Regions from separate parts of the Mus musculus genome. Here region 2 is linked to region 1. The links are chromatin contacts, called in public HiCAR-type maps. All regions are on one chromosome and are shown on one strand. Each heading gives the region's core, a stretch centred on a gene start, on an enhancer-like site or on the middle of the called end of the contact. The rest is flanking DNA. Distances are from core to core; before and after follow the strand shown.

The links. HiCAR-type assays count read pairs that join an accessible place to other places.
Region 2: a HiCAR-type map of astrocytes shows a contact between it and region 1, with 4 times the contacts expected there. The contact joins the enhancer-like site here to the promoter of Fsd1l in region 1. A contact is called at or near these places in 4 of 39 promoter capture datasets (hippocampal neurons, liver and pre-B cells) and 1 of 115 datasets of contacts at active chromatin or transcription factors (astrocytes).

Annotation. Positions count from the first base shown.
Region 1 is chr4:53,626,200-53,634,120 of GRCm38.p6, forward strand. Fsd1l (fibronectin type III and SPRY domain containing 1-like) reads left to right here and starts at 5,272. Exons shown (of 13, transcript NM_001195284.1): 1 at 5,272-5,413. The coding sequence starts at 5,399.
Region 2 is chr4:55,321,897-55,329,817 of GRCm38.p6, forward strand. No RefSeq gene overlaps it. Among named protein-coding and RNA genes, the nearest start is that of Gm52739, 21 kb to the left of the region's middle. Within about 2 kb of position 4,070, at least 58 of the 459 cell types and tissues checked have an H3K27ac peak or open chromatin away from gene starts, as enhancers often do. A contact at or near this core is called in astrocytes, where this site is marked.

The DNA.
Region 1 (7,921 bases), core at 4,022-6,521:
TGCACAAAGGAGTGTCTTTGGCTGAGGCCGAGAGCATCGACAATCTATGGGTAAACACACAAATCACTAGAAGACAGTTTGACAACATACCTGGTTAGCAAAACAAAAGTAGTAGGTTGCTCCCTAGGGCAGCAGCTCTCAGCCTGTGAGTTATGGCCTCTTAGGGGGTTGAACCACCCGAAGTTTGGCCATGAAGAGGGATGGACATTTTCACAGGGGTTGCCTAAAACTGTAGGAAAACACAGATATTTACATTACAATTCATAACAGTAGCAGAATCACAGTTGTGAAGTAGCAATAAAAATAATCTTATGGTTGGGGGTCCCCACAACATGAAGAACTGTATTAAAGGGTCTCAGCGTTAGGAAGGTTGAGAACAGCTGCTCTATGGTCTATCATCGCTCCAGCCATTGGCTATACCAGGTGTATACTATCAGCTGTCACCTTCTGTGGAGCAGGTCTCCAATCCAGTCAGCCAGTATCTGTAGGACTGTGGACATTTGGAAAGGAAACCTGTCTTCCTACGGTTTCCAGCAGTGGGAGTGGATTCTACCAGTGGGATACTAGAGAACATGACATCGTTTTCTGTGTACTCACCCCAAGGAGACAGAAGTCAGTGACTGTATCCATCCCATGTGTCCGTTTAGGCTGTGAGCTGGTGCTTGAATTGTGCTTCTCACACTTCTTTGGTTCTCCACCATTCAGGCTTATGCTTGCTCTCTAAGTGTGAGCTAGGCCACCGCACTGCTCTGTCTCTCTGCCAGCCTCCTCCAGGGCAGAGCCAACCTCTCCTTTGTAGGAGCTGCTGTCGGACACTGAGTGCCTAGGCTTCCAGGGCTTTGGGGGGCGGGGTGAATCTGGGTTTTCATTAGAAGGAAGCAGGAAGCACAAAATGAGGTGTCTATGGATGAGAAGTGAGACTAAGCACGGGTGCTGTTGTGGATGTTTATCGTGTGTCAGACACAGCTGATCACCTGACCGGACTTGTCCACTTAATCCACTCATCAGCTGCAGCTGGTGCCATGAGCCTGTTTCACAACTGAAGAAACAGAGGCTTGGAGAGGCTTGTCTTACTAGGTTGGGTTGGAAAAGTGAAAACCTGGGTCACTAATCAGGGAGTGATGGGTGAACGTTTGGGGCTTTAACAAAGGGCTGCACCTGACCGGTGATGGGCATCAGGAAAACACAGGGATCGCACAGAACAGGGGAGTTGGAATGGGAACAGGTTTACTAAGGCTCCAAGACTCAAGTGGAGAAAAAACTATGCAAGAGTAGCCTTGAAGGACTTGCTGTGTAGAAGTGTAGCGATCATAGCAGCCACTGCTCATTACAGGCCCACTAAGCCAGATGTTTTTCCATACACAGTCTCCTTTAATCCTCACTAAATGCAAAAGGCAAAGTATGGTCCCCATGCCATGCCGTAGGAAATGAAGCCACAGTGAAGCTCAGAGCTTACTGATAGCTGTAGAGCTGACCAGCGGCGGTATCAGGATTCAAGTGTAGCTAGCTGGTGGTGCCTGTAGATCCAACTGCCTGATCCTCAAAGGGGAAGGTTGTCAGATACATGGAGAAGAACGGAACTTCCTCTCCCAGAACTCCTCAGGAAGCTCAGGCCTGCGTGGAGTACCTAACATCTCTCAAAGAGGACAAAGAACCTAGTTTGGCGTGGGGCAGTTTTGCTAGACGTTAGCGGTGTCATTCACGAGGTGATCCTGCCTTGGGGTTTCATCAGAAAGCAAGCAGTTCAGGGAAAGCCAGAAGCTTCCATGAGGTAGCCCTGACTACATGAGCATCTCAGAACCACAAGCTCACATTTGGAAACAATGTATATCGTTACTCCCTGCTGTCCCTTTCCCTTTGAAGTGTATCATGTTTGTGTGCGACAGGTATGCACAGGTCCAACAGGCACACGTGAATCTGTGTACCACGAGTATGGGCACCAAAGGTTGGTATCAGGCATCATCCTGTTTAATTGCTTTCCACTGAAAACGTGAGGCATGATCACTAACTCTGCAGCATGCTGAGTAGGTTGGGCTGGCTGGCCTGGGAGTGCCTGGTATCCTTTTCTCTCTACCTCCTTGGCATTGGGATTGCAGGCATGCCACCACACTGGACAGTGCTAGGTATCAAGCTTATGTCCTCATGCTTGGGTGACAGGCATTCTACCAACAAAGCTATCTCTCTAGACCCTTTGTTTTCTTCTCTTAGGACTTTTTAATTTTTATTTTATATGTGCAAGTGTTTTGCCCGCTTGTATGTTTGAGTACATGATTGCCTGGTGTCTTTAGGGGTCAGGGAGGGGCAATGGATTGCCTAGAAATGGGAGTTACAGTCCTGAGCTGCCATGTGGATGCTGGGAACTGAGCCGAGGTCCTCTGGAAGAGCAGCCAATGCTCATAACTGCTGAGCCATCTTTCCAGATTCCCTTGCCCCTCCCCCACCCCCCTTAAAGAGCAGTTTTCTTCCTCTCAATGGTTCCCAAGGGTTAGCTATGCTAGTACCATCTGGAGGGTTACTGAAGCCGACCCTGGAGTTTCTGTTTTGTTGATTCTGAGGAAAAGGCTGAGGACTTGCATTTCTAAGAAGTTATCAGATGATGCTGATGCAGTCGGTCCTGAGGTCAAGATTTAAGAACAACTGCTTTAAAATAACGTTACTTTAAAAACATTTCCTAAACTCATTTGGTATGCTAAGATAAGTACATGAAAGGCAAGGGCTTGCCTGTAGTCCAAAGGCTCAGTGGGTGGGTTTGCAGCCTAACTGCCTGGCTTGGTGAGGGAGTGTAGTGAGAGAACTTTGAAGGCTAGAGGGGACACAAATCATAGCCCAAAGGAACTGGGTGCTGAGAACGAGGTTAGCAAATGGTCATGGGTGAGCTGTCCTAGGAAGCCAGACGTCAAACCAGAGTCAGAGATCTGCTGGGAGCAGAAGTCAAATGGGGTACAGCTGTTGTCAAAATCCACAGGCTGCTTGGCTGGCCTGAAAGGAAAGAGCTACAGAGACTGGGGCAAGGAGCCAGAAATGAGCTCCCAGGGTGTGGCTCTGTGACAGTCTGGTGATCACATTGCAGGGCGACTGTGTCTCCCAAACCCACTTTCTTGACCTCGTGGTGGTGTTTGTTACTCAAACCTTGCCCAGGAGCTTGCCTCTGGTGGAAGTGGGGTGAAACTTTGGAGATGAGACCAAATGCTCTTTCCGTCCTTTCGTGATGGGTCCACAGTGTCAGTCAAGGGTGGCAGTTTGACCTCTGATGTCCTCTCCTCTGCAGGTTGCATTTCTCAGCCATAGAAAATGACTCCACTTCAGCACTGAGATCAGCCCTCCAAGCCACCAGCCCTGGGTCAGTGGTTGGGGACCTGGCTTCTGTCACATCTCCCCCATGTAATTGAGGGGGCTTGGCTAGTAGAGTCCCTTCCCTTGATATCAAGAGCTGGCTCCTCTGAAGGACTGCATGCCAGCCTCCCTTCAGCTGGCAGGAGTGAAGCTGGGCATTCCTCTCCTAAGCCCCAGCCAGGCCTGCGAGCATTGTTTCCTTAGCCCTGTCTAAACCATGTTTCCTTTTGTGTCTTTTATCATATACCTTGCATTTCTGTTCAGGTAAGAAAGGGTCATGTGGTGGTGGTGCACTCCTTTAATCCCAGCACTCAAGAGGCAGAGGCAGGAGAATCTCTGTGAGTTTGAAGCCAGACTGGTCTACAAAGCAAGTTCCAGAACAGCCAGGACTATACACCCTGTCTCCAGAAAAAATAAAGCAAAGCAAAGCAAACAAACAAACAAAAAAGGTCTATTGGGTGCACAGTGTGTGGCCTGCTCTTTGCTAAGGTCAGAATACAGGTGTGGTAAAAGAAGTTTTGATCTTAAGAAACCACAGTGTCGTTGGACTCTAGTAGAAACATAAAACATTGAAGTGTAAATATGATTCATCTAAAACAGCTCCTGCCTCTCCAAGGTCTTGATTCTTAACTGTCCTTCTAACTAGATATTCTTCCTCAACCCCTTTCATATAACCCTTACCCAGGTCATTCCTGCGTAATGTCAGGAAATTGCACCCCACCTCTTCGGAGTCTATTAACTCTGTGCAATTTAATTGTTTACTTTATTTCTTCCATTTACCTCATGCAATTTCCTCCTTTGTTAATTTTTTCATGTGTGTGCTTTGGTCGAGGGTATTACAATGTGTGGGCACACAAGTGGGGGCACCTGTGTGCTGGTGTGTGTCTGTGGTCACTTGGCTTTTATGTGGGTACCAGGTTCTGGGTATACAGACTCTGGTACTCATGTCTGCCCACTGATCTATCTTCCTCCTCCCTGATTTCTCTTACAAACTTTTCTTCTAACAGCCTCATGGATTTGTATTGTCATTTCCCACCTTAGATTGTAAGCTCTTTGAGAAGCAGGCCTTTTCACTGAGGATTTGTGTAGAAGGGCAGAACCGGTTCGTAAGGCTCATTCATACTCGTTTCCCTTTTATTCCATTAGGATGTGAACACCCAGAAGAATTTTTCTTGAGTCACCTAAATGGAGATGAAGCCTGCCTTTCTGGAGAACCTTTCCAAGTCTTCTCCCCAAGCTTTCTGGTCTGCACTGCCAGCTCCACCCGTCCTGAGCAGATTCTAATGTGCTGTCCCACTCTCATTTACTCCATGCTCTGGGGAGTTCAAACACAGGATTTAAGCTGTCCTCTGCGAGGTCTGCATTCATTCTATTTCATTGATGACACAGGTCACGGAAAAAGACTTGCTTACAAGGTAGCAAGATACTAGTAGGGCAAGGTTGACCAGGCAACAAAGCCCATGTGGTCCCATACCCACGTATCTGTAACTTCTTTCTACCCCTTGTCCCAGAGCCCTTTAAGGTTTCCACCACGCTCCCTGAAGACCCTTCCACATGTTTCCGCGGCCTCTCCATCCTAGCGTGTTTATTCCAGCTGGATCACTGGGCCTGGCCTACCAAGGCTAAGTGGAGAGACGCTGCAGGTGAAGGATGCGTCCCGGGCTGAGCTAGCTCCCAGGCTCTCCGCACGACCTGGCTGCTGGGTGCCCAATGGTTCATTGCAAGGCCCGCAGCGATGGCACAGGAAAAAGGATGCAAAGAAAGAAGCAGTTGCAGAAGGAAGACGCAGGCGGCCAGGCAGCGCTCCATCCTCTCCGCCGGTGCGGGTGTCGGCGCACGCATGCGCATGCGTGGCGCGCTCGCACCCCACCCTCCCGCGGGCCGCCCTTTCACCCTGGCAACCGCGGCTCGGTAGCGGCGCGCGCGCGGGTTGGGCGCGGACGGGCGGGATCTCTGCGGGACGGGACAAGGCTGACGGCGGCAGAGGTAGCGGGTCTCTAAGGCTCCTCCAGCTTCTCACTCAGCTCCGGTGACAAGTTCGGCCCGGAGGGCTTAGTCCCTAGCCATGGACTCGCAGAAAGTAAGCGGGGGCGCAGCGCGGGGCCGAGAGGGTGGGCGGGGCGCGCGGGGCTGGGCGCGGAGGACGAGGCCGGGCCTGGGACCCACCCGACCCGACCCGACCCGACCCGACGGGACCTGAGAGCCCGCAGGGAGCGATGGCCGCGCCCGGGACCCCGGACGACCTCTGTCCTGCTCTTGGCTCCGGGAAGGCACTGCGGGGAGGAAACCGCGAGCCGCACCCGGGTCTCTGCCGCCCTCTGCGGGCGCTAGGCCCCTTTCTTCCCGCTGCCCGCGGCGTGCTCCGAGGGTGGGTCCCTCCTCGGTTGGAGTGAGGACCAAGGCTCGGCCTCGCGTGGGGGGATCCCCGCCCGCGCGGAAGCTGGTGTCTCTTTTCTTCCACCGTGTCTTCAGCATGGTCTCTGCGCTGTAGGTCCGGGGACTGAATCTCCTTTGTACATCTGCCCACTGCCTTGCTAGTGGTTTATTTATAAGCAGATCTCAGTGTTTGCCTAATTGAGGAAAAAGGCAGTTGTCAGGGCCGCTGCCCCACCCTCGTCCTTCAGTTGGTGAGGCTGGCCAGTAGTCTTGTTTCGGAATGTTTAGTACTTTGAGAACAAGTTTAAGGAAAGAGTTACACAATAGCCTTTTTTAATTAAGCAAATAGTGCACTGAATACAATTGCAACTGAATTTTTAATATTCAGTAGTAATTCCTGTATTAAAAAAGTAAGCCACCTTGCTATCTTTGTTATGTTATAGTGTAATTGCAATACATTGCGGTATAGGAAAGAAAAACACAAGTGTTATTAATAATACATCAGGGAAAACAAGGGCATTTCTAAGAGGCCATTCTTTTTTTATTATTGCATAGAAAGTGCCAGAAAGAGTTAGAGAAAAACTGCAATTCTTACCTGGATTCATCTTTCTGAGCTTGCCTTGAGACCCATTCATTTGGGTATATCCAATTATTATTTCCACAACTATACTATAGTATCTTTTAAAGAGATTACTAGTATGTCTAAGAATGTGTATTTTGAGTGTGTATAAATTTAAAGGATTCTCTGTTAGGCTGATAAAACATTGCATGACTTATTAGAGGAAAGGCATCATGTGATATTTAAGTGGGCATTAGCAAAGGTCAAAAGGAAGAAGAGCAAGTGCCTGGAGAATCCGGAAAGATGAGTTTCAGGGTGCAGTGTGTTTGCTACCTGTATGCAGCGCACATTCCTCTCTTTCATCTTCTGTTCTGTAGAAATAAGAAAAGAATATACTATTAGAAAGTCTGGATAAAATACTCCATTCGGAAAACAGTATTTTCAAGTTTATGAATAATTAGTACTAAAATAGTCTGTGCATGGTAAAATGCTAAAAGTGCTTCAATGTAGATCATCTTATCAGGGGACACTGAGGAATCAAGTGTTTGACGTTGTGAGTTCTATAAGGACAAACATGGTTTCAACCAGGTTTTTCTCATTTTAGACAATGTATTTGTGCACCCACAGGATCCCATAAGTAGTTTCCCCAGAGGTAGTGAAGAGTTAGCTGTTCTTTTACTGGTGTTGATGTACTGGATAATTCTGAAAAGTCAACTTTTCAATATTAAAATTTTGGTGGAGGTATCAAGCAATCTTCTAGCGAGGAGAGCTTGTGCTATGGCTTCTGATGGATATCTAGGTCTAATGTTTGTAATTAGCACTCGTGCTGTCAACCTGAGCTTCATTTTCTTACGGTTTGCTGCAGAGTCAGTTAGTTACTAGCTACAAATAGTAATGAACTAATTGGGTATTCTTGTCTATTATCTAAGACAGTAGTGCACCTGTAGCATGAGGTTTCCAGACTATTTCCTGTTGTAGAATGTTCACATAAAAATGGTAGCAGAAATGGTCCCCAGGTCTATAAAGAAAGTAGCGACATGCTGTAAGTGGCAAGGAAGGCCTAGGGATTTGGGTTGTGAGTTATTAAGAGGAGCCAGCTCTCTGGTCATACTGTTTATGGGCCATCATAGCTTAGATGATTTGCCATGAGTCTCCATTTCTTCATCTATAAAATAGAATATCCACTGCAGTCTCTTTAAGAGTTATGAGGATTGTGTCCATTTCTGGAAAACCACCCAACAGTATTATCTGTGAGCTCTTGTTAATCGCAGACGCTCAACCTCAAAATCACGTTTTTCTTTTCAGAGCCACTCCTAGACTTCCTTAAGGTGTGTTCTCTCCTTGTTTATCTTTAAGAAATTATTTCAGTTGGTGGTGCCAAGAGACAGTTGTTAAGTCCCAATACAAAGAGGATTAAGAGTTGTGAGTCAGGCAATCTATGATAAAGACATTAACTGGGTGTCTTACAGAAGCTTGCTGCTGGCTGCTCAGTACATGGGTGCTGCTGGCTGGTCAGCACATGGGGTGGCTTCCCCAGATGCCTTTTTTTTTTCTCTTTTGTCTGTGGAAACGACTTCAGTGTTTTGTTAGCAACAAATGCTCTATTTCAGTAGAGGAGGAAGACGAAGTTGCTGTGGGTGTGTAAGGCATACT
Region 2 (7,921 bases), core at 2,820-5,319, 1.7 Mb after region 1:
CTTTTAACACTTAACACAAGACCAGAACTTTGAATCAGAGGATACTTTCCTGAAAATGTAGAAACTCAGCTGTGAGATGAAGGATAGATACACAGATATTAACGAGGAGCATGTGGCTTCTGACTCAGAAGCAACTTTAAAATAGCGAAGGGATTGAGTCACATCTGTGTGTCTCAAGAGCAGTAGCAAGGAAAAAGACACAGAATAAAGCTTAACAAATGGCTGGGGGTATCTGGAAAGGTAGCAGGACATTTAAAAGCACATATTGCTCAATAATGAGGACCAGAATTTAGATCCCATAACCTATATAGCAAGCTGGGCATCCTGCACATGATTGTAAGTCCAGCTCCGTGGTGGGGCAGACAAGAGGATCAGGCAAAAACTTGCTGGCTTCCAGCTTAGCCTCAGGTTCTGGGGGAGACATTGCCTCAAAGGAATAGATGCAGAGTGGTAGAGGAGGACACCCAATGCCGCCTTCTGGCTTTTACAATGGCACTCGCACACACACACATTCACACACGCACACACACACACTCACACACGCACACACACACACATGCACACACAAACATGTGCATATATTCACACACATACATGGGGGGTGGGACACACACACAGGGGAGAGAGGGAGAGAGGGAGGGAGAGAGAGAGAGAGTGAGAGAGAGAGTGAGAGAGAAAGAGAGAGAGAGAGAGAGAGAGAGAGAGAGAGAGAGAGAGAGAGAGAGACTGACCTTTAAAAATGAGTTGAGTAGAGAGGGCTTGGGCATGGAAGTCAATAGTACAACACATGACTAGCCTCATGCAAGACCATTTGGCAAGCAGTGGTGCCTCACAGAATATAATCAGCCTTTGTGAAAATAGGATAAAACTACATGTTAGGTCTCAACCATTCAGCAAGTCTTATATAACAGGAGGCAAACAGGCAAGCCAGTTCCCAAGACTTTTTTTTTAAGACCTGGGTACGGTTTGTCAATTTCTGTAGTGTAAATACTTCTGTTAGATTTTATTTCAGACAGGTGACATGAAGCCATGGGACAGAGAGTGGAGACAAGATATGTACCTTGCCTTGATGTGCTAATTCTAGATGAACCCTAGATATAATACTTAAGACTGGTATGGGAAGCTGGGTGGCTGCTGATGGCAGATAGGGTGTCTGCCACATACTTCTCAGAGAATGAAAAACGCCCCCTTATTTGAGGAGGAATGTGATGCTTTCTTACTTTATGTCCTCAAAAGCTGTGATTCCACATGACCTTGGGTTTGCAAGCTTCATTACCTACCCCTCTCTTTCTGTATGCACAGGATAAGAAGCCCCTCACACGGAGAAGCCTTTTATAATCAAGATTTGAGTTATACTCGTAAAGTGTTTTAAGTTTTCTAATTTTATTATCAGAATATAGGAACACACACTCACACCTTCGAAGTCAACCATCTATTTGTTTGTGGTCACTGACTCCTCATAAAATGGTGCTTTTGGACTAGAGAGATAACTCAACAGTTAAGAGTGTGTACTGATCTTTGCAGAGAGCCTGTGTTTGGTTCACAAGACCCACAGTAGCCAAGGGGATCTGACGACCCACAGTAGCCGATAACCAAGGGATCTGACTCCCTCTTCTGGCTTATACACATACTCCCATAACCCCACACATAATTTTAAGTAAAATAAATAATTCTCTTCTCTTCTCTTCTCTTCTCTTCTCTCTCTCTCTTCTCTTTTCTCTCTCTCTCTCTCTCTCTCTCTCTCTCTCTCTCTCTCTCTCTCTCTCTCTCTCTCATAAGTATTATCCTCTTGTTACTGTGTAATCAACAGTAATGCCAGGTAGATGACTTAACTGCATTTTCAATGCCTGGTCCTAAGCCTCCTATGAGGAGGGGCCTAAAAAGTCAAAACACTGTATATGTAATATATACAAACACATAACACATATAAATATTCATTATATCAAATGTTTATCCCACTAGGTTATAGGCTTCATTTACAACTAAGATTTTAGACATCTGATTTCCAGCACTGTGGATTATGGCTTACCGTACATAATTTCTGAGGCCCTCAGGGATCTGTGACTTCCTATAGAAGTTTACAAAGAAAAGGATCGGTGTTGATGGTGAATCTTCTGTATTCAAGATTTTGTACTCCAGGCTATGTAGAAAGTAGAATTTCCTGATTGCCAAGATTTTTGTTATCATTCCCATTTGTTTCATTTTTTTAAAAGATTTATTAATTTATTATATGTAAGTACACTGTAGCTGTCTTCAGACACACCAGAAGAGGAAGTCAGATAATATTCAGGATGGTTGTGAGCCACCATGTGGTTGCTGGGATTTGAACTCAGGACCTTTGGAAGAGCAGTCGAGTGCTCTTACCCGCTGAGCCATCTCACCAGCCCTTGTTTCATTTTTAAAAAACATTTATTTATTATATTTATGAGTACACTGTAGCTGTTTTTAGACATACTAGAAAAGGGCATCAGATTCTATTACAGATGGTTGTGAGCCATCATGTAGTTGCTGGGAATTGAACTCAGGACCTCTAGAAGAGCAGTTAGTGCTCTTAACCACTGAGCCATCTCTCCAGCCCTCATTTTTTTTTTTTTTCTTTTTTCCGGAGCTGAGGACCGAACCCAGGGCCTTGGGCTTGCTAGGCAAGCACTTTACCACTGAGCTAAATCCCCAACCCCCCTCATTTTTTTTTTTTTTTTTTAAACTTTTTCGGGTTTTTTTTTTTTTTTTTTTTTTTTTGGTTTGGTTGGTTTGTTTGTTTTTTTAAATTTTTTTTAAAGATTTATTTATTTATTATATGTAAGTACATTGTAGCTGTCTTCAGACACTCCAGAAGAGGGAGTCAGATCTTGTTACGGGTGGTTGTGAGCCACCATGTGGTTGCTGGGATTTGAACTCTGGACCTTCGGAAGAGCAGTCGGGTGCTCTTACCCACTGAGCCATCTCACCAGCCCCCTCATTTTTTTTTTAATTAGAGGTCTATGCATTACTTTCAATTAATTTTTCTAATTATTTACTTTTTAATTTTGCTATACAATAAGGCAAAGGTGCACCACAATACACACGTGGAGGCAGAAAACAACTTCTGGGAGTCAACTCTCTCCCCTCCTTCTACCACGTGAGTCCCAGGAATTGAACTATGTTCATCAGGCCTGGTGGCAAGTGCCTTTGCCTACTGAGCCATCCTGTAGGCCTTTATCTCGGTTTTAAAGACTGCCATACAAAAGTGGTTCCCTTGGTAGAGTGTCCAAGGCAATATCCTCCAGCATCCCGGGGGCTATAACTGTCCTTCTAAATTGCTCCCCTATGATGCATTTATTACATTTTAAAAAGTGAATGGAGTATAAGCCCCTATGGACTATCACTTGAAATCTCTCCAAAGACTTACTATTTTTAAAACACCCCCATTACAGTGATCTATTATGACATCTCCTTCATCCACGTTTGCTTTGAGAGATGCACATACTACACTGAAGAAGTTCTACTCGTGGGCACAGGGCCATGGGCTGGCCATGTTGCTGCGAGAAGTCTTCTAACCTTTTTTATTGTGGCAATGAATTTTTAAACACACCCCCAAATCAGAGAGAAACAAGCCACAATGTACTGGACACCTAAGTCCCATCATTGTCAACTCACTGTCAACCTTCCTTCATCATTACCCTACCCCATTCAATCCCATTTCATATTCCTGGGTGGCTTTCCCAGGAAGCTGCGGAATTGGCCTGCCTTTCTGAAGATGTAGATGTTATTGTCAACCTCTTCTTCGAGCGCAGCCATCAAAGGAGTGAACACATTCCCCACAGTTGTCTTCAATCATTTAAGAGAGTTTCATTTTCAGCTCAAGCTAGAGACTAATCAAGCCAGAAAGGCAGGTCACTGAGGCCAAAGGACACTTTCCAGTTTAACCTGCTATACAACCCTGAACACCATCAATTTCCAGTTGAGCTTGTGGTTCTGAGAGGCACTGTTTACTGAGTGCTGTAAAGAGTGACTTCAGGACTCACTGGAGGCATCGTCGTCATTTTGGAGACTTAAAATTCAAGTCAGATTTAGAAGTGAAGGAAGCAGGCCATTTGAAAAACACTGGGGAGGCTGGAGAGATGACTCAGCAGTTAAGAGCACTGACTGCTCTTCCAGAGGTCCCAAGTAAAATTCCCAGCAACCACATGGTGACTCACAACCATCTGTAATAGAATCTGATACCCTTTTCTGGTGTGTCTAAAAACAGCTAAATAAATAAAGAAAGAAATCTTTAAAGAAAAACATTGGGGAGGAGAGTGAGAAAGTTTCTTTCATCCAGCAAGTGATCTGTAAGTGCTCTCAACTGCTAAGCCATCTCTTGAGTCCCTCTCCTAGATTTTCTTAATGAAACAAACAAGTAGGGCCAAGAGAGAGAGAGAGAGATGGCTGAGGGCGTAAAGATACTTATGACTAAGGCTCATGACCTGACTTCCATCTCATGACCAACAAGGTCAAGAGAGAGGCACGTGACCACCTCAGGCATAGGCATGCAGGCACACCTGTGCAAACACACACACACATGATTTTAAAATTTTGGAAAAAAAAAAGCAAATAGACAAGTCTTCAGACACAGGTACTAATTGGATACTAAGAAAATGCTGGACATAACTACCCAACGACAGGACATTGTGAAACTAACTTATAAAGTATCCATACGACGAGATTTTTATGAAGCCTTGAAGAACGAAGACAATATATTAAGTAAAAGGAGGCATGTCTTTGAACAAATAAATAGTGGATACAGATGGCAGAAGACTCCAAAGTGAAAAAAGACTCAGCTATATTAACCAGTTACATATTGTGTTCCCCATCAACTCTAAGCCTGCACATATATGAACGTTGAGGCAATAGTTGAGCACAGACTGGTTTTTGAAAGTTACAATGGTACACTTGTAATTACTCTTCCCTGTTACAGTGGCATGCAGTCTTTCAAGTCCTAGATTTAGATATGAAATGTTTTGCTGACAGATGTGAAACTGTAGATAAAACAAGCCCCACAAGGTTTGGTGGGTTATTATATGTTGGTCTCTATAATTAGACATCTTGAACCTATCTACTATGAAAAGGTGGGGGAGCAGGAGAAATAGTTCAGGAGTTAAAGAGTGCTTGCTGCTCTTCTAGGAGACCCAAGTTTGGCTCCCCAAAGCACCCATGCTAGGTGGTTCACAGTTGCCTCAACTCCAGCTCTAGGGAATCAGGGTGCCCTCTTCTGCCCTTCAGGGGTCCCCACACACAGATGGGGAAAACAGCACGTTAGAAATTGGATGGCTGTGACTTTATCTCTCCCTATAACTAGAAGTCAGTGGTTCTCAACCTTCTTAAAGCTGTGGCCCTTTAAAACAGTTCCTCATGTTGTGGTGACTCCCAACCTCAAAATTACTTTTCTTGCTACTTTATAACTGTAATTTTGCTATCATTAAGAATTGTAATATAATATCTGTGTTTTTACCAACACGGTCTTAGGCCACCCCAGTAAAAGGATCATTCAAAACCCCCAAAGGGTCATGACCCACAGGTTGAGAACTGCTGCTCTAAAAAATAGAAACTAGAAAATTCTGCTTTGTCACCACCTTCTGTCATATCACCTGGTTTGCTCAAACACAGACCAGTTAAGTTCTGTCCCACTCGGTTTCTGAGCCCACATCATCCATCCAGAATGAGCCTCTACTCTCTCCACACCATCAGAGTAGAAGATAGTGGTCCTTAGGGCCTGGGCTCTAGTCAGATGGGTGCAAAAGCCAGGAAGCTGTTTGTCTTCTGCAACACCGCCTCAAGGCTTCAGTTCTAGTTTCCTGATCCCACGACTGTGGCCCACAGCCAGGAAGGGGCCCTGGCTTAGCCTTCTCTCAGTTCCTCCAGGAACCACATGAGAGACAGTGCCTATATGAGAGACCACTGTGTACCTCACCGTTCCCTGCTGGCTTTGCTGTGAGCATCTTCCTTGAGGGCACACAGAACCTTTCTTGGGATGGAATGGGATGGGATGGGTTGGGAATCTCCCATCTCTGAGGGAAACTAGATACTGTTCCTCAGTGATCAATTTTAAGGATTTTTGCAAGCTGTAGTATTAAATATAACAATTATTAAAATGTCAGGATTTTTTATCTTTTATCCCAGAACCCTGGAGGCAAAGGCAGAGAAGTCCTATCACTTTTGGTTTTTGTTTTGTTTTGCTATTTTTTGTTTTTTGTTTTTGAGACAGGCCCTCTCTGTCTCTCTGGCAGTCCTGGGACTCTATGTTGACCAGGTTGGCCTCTTACTCACAGAGATCAGCCTGCTCCTGTCACCCTAGCGCTGGGATTAAAGGTGTGTGCCATCATGCCCGGCCTATCACTTCTTAGTTTGCCTTTCCACATCTTGCTATTATCTATGTTCTTGGATTATTTCCCTCTACTACATATAGTTGCTGGGCTGCTAACACAGATTAACTTTGGAGACAAATATTCAGGAAAATTGAGAACATTCTGTGAATCTTAAAGGGTACACTTTATCATTATAAGGATTGGTCTGTAATTTACAAATTATATAAATGATCCCTTATATAAAGGGAGTCGTGTCCGTCCTGCATGCCACCCCACCCCAACCCCATTCCACCTGCTGCCCCAGGAATCCAGATTTTAGACATTTGCAAACACTCCCTCGTATTTTCCTTCTGCGGTGGAGCCCATTTTAAAGTGTCCCTAACTCTCTCAGTTGTGCTGGCTGCTCATACAAACCCAGAGCCGGTTTGCTCTTGCGTGACTAACTCTTCCTTTCTCTTTACCACATAAAGCGCAGTTAGCACAACACCTGTGAGGGGCGTCTTTGCAAACTCCTCCAGCGAGAGGCGCGAACTGGCCTAGTTGGTGAGTTTGGAAGAACTGGGGTATCATTTAGGACTTTCTCATCTGTTCGGAGCAATATCCTTCTCAGAGGAAAAGCTGCTTTGCTTTGGTGCTGCCTAAAACCATTAGGAAGCTGATCAAGGCTGGGATTTGAGCACTTGGGTCCCATTCCTCATACAGGGAAGCTTCATTCTTGGGGTACCATCAACCACTACCGAGTACCATCTATTGGCTTCCATCTGCTCGCTCCCTTGTTTCACTTCGCATTTAGTTCAAAATATGAATAGCAAATTAAGTACTCTTTATTGAGTCCCCTTCAAGAGTCTGCAAGTCCCCTCTCATCAGTCTTTGCCCCAGAATGCCTTGTGGCTGGGTACCTGTTATATAAACCCTTTCTAAGAAAAGAAAATCTCGGGCTGGTGAGATGGCTCAGTGGGTAAGAGCACCCGACTGCTCTTCCGAAGGTCTGGAGTTCAAATCCCAGCAACCACATGGTGGCTCACAACCATCTGTAACAAGATCTGACGCCCTCTTCTGGAGTGTCTGAAGACAGCTACAGTGTACTTATATATAATAAATAAATCTTTAAAAAAAAAAAAAAAAAGAAAAGAAAATCTCACTTAACAAATTTAGTTCATTCAAATCTCCCTTATTTCTAATATATCTATATTTATATAAAGAAACTAAAACTCTTCAGCAATTGAGTACCTTTCTCGTGTCAGAAAGTGTGTGTGTAAATTTCATGTAGATTCCAAACTGGAAATAAATATATATTCTTTACAGAAGTGAAAATTATAACCGAGAGTATTTAAGCAACTTGCACAAGGTCACAAGTGACCAGGCCCTCATCTTTCGAACCTGTTTTCTGCCTCTTTTGCTTTTGTTTCTCCTCCCACTTCTATCTGTCCAGGAGTCTTCCATCCTCTGCTTCAAGACCAGATCATCGCCCCCATACTTCATCCAGCTGGGCCCCACCTCCTGAAGTTTCTAGCTCATCTCAAAATAGAACCACCAGCTGGAGAGAAAGCCTTCCTTCCATACAGGAGCCTTGGGGCAGAGGGGACTTTACATCCACA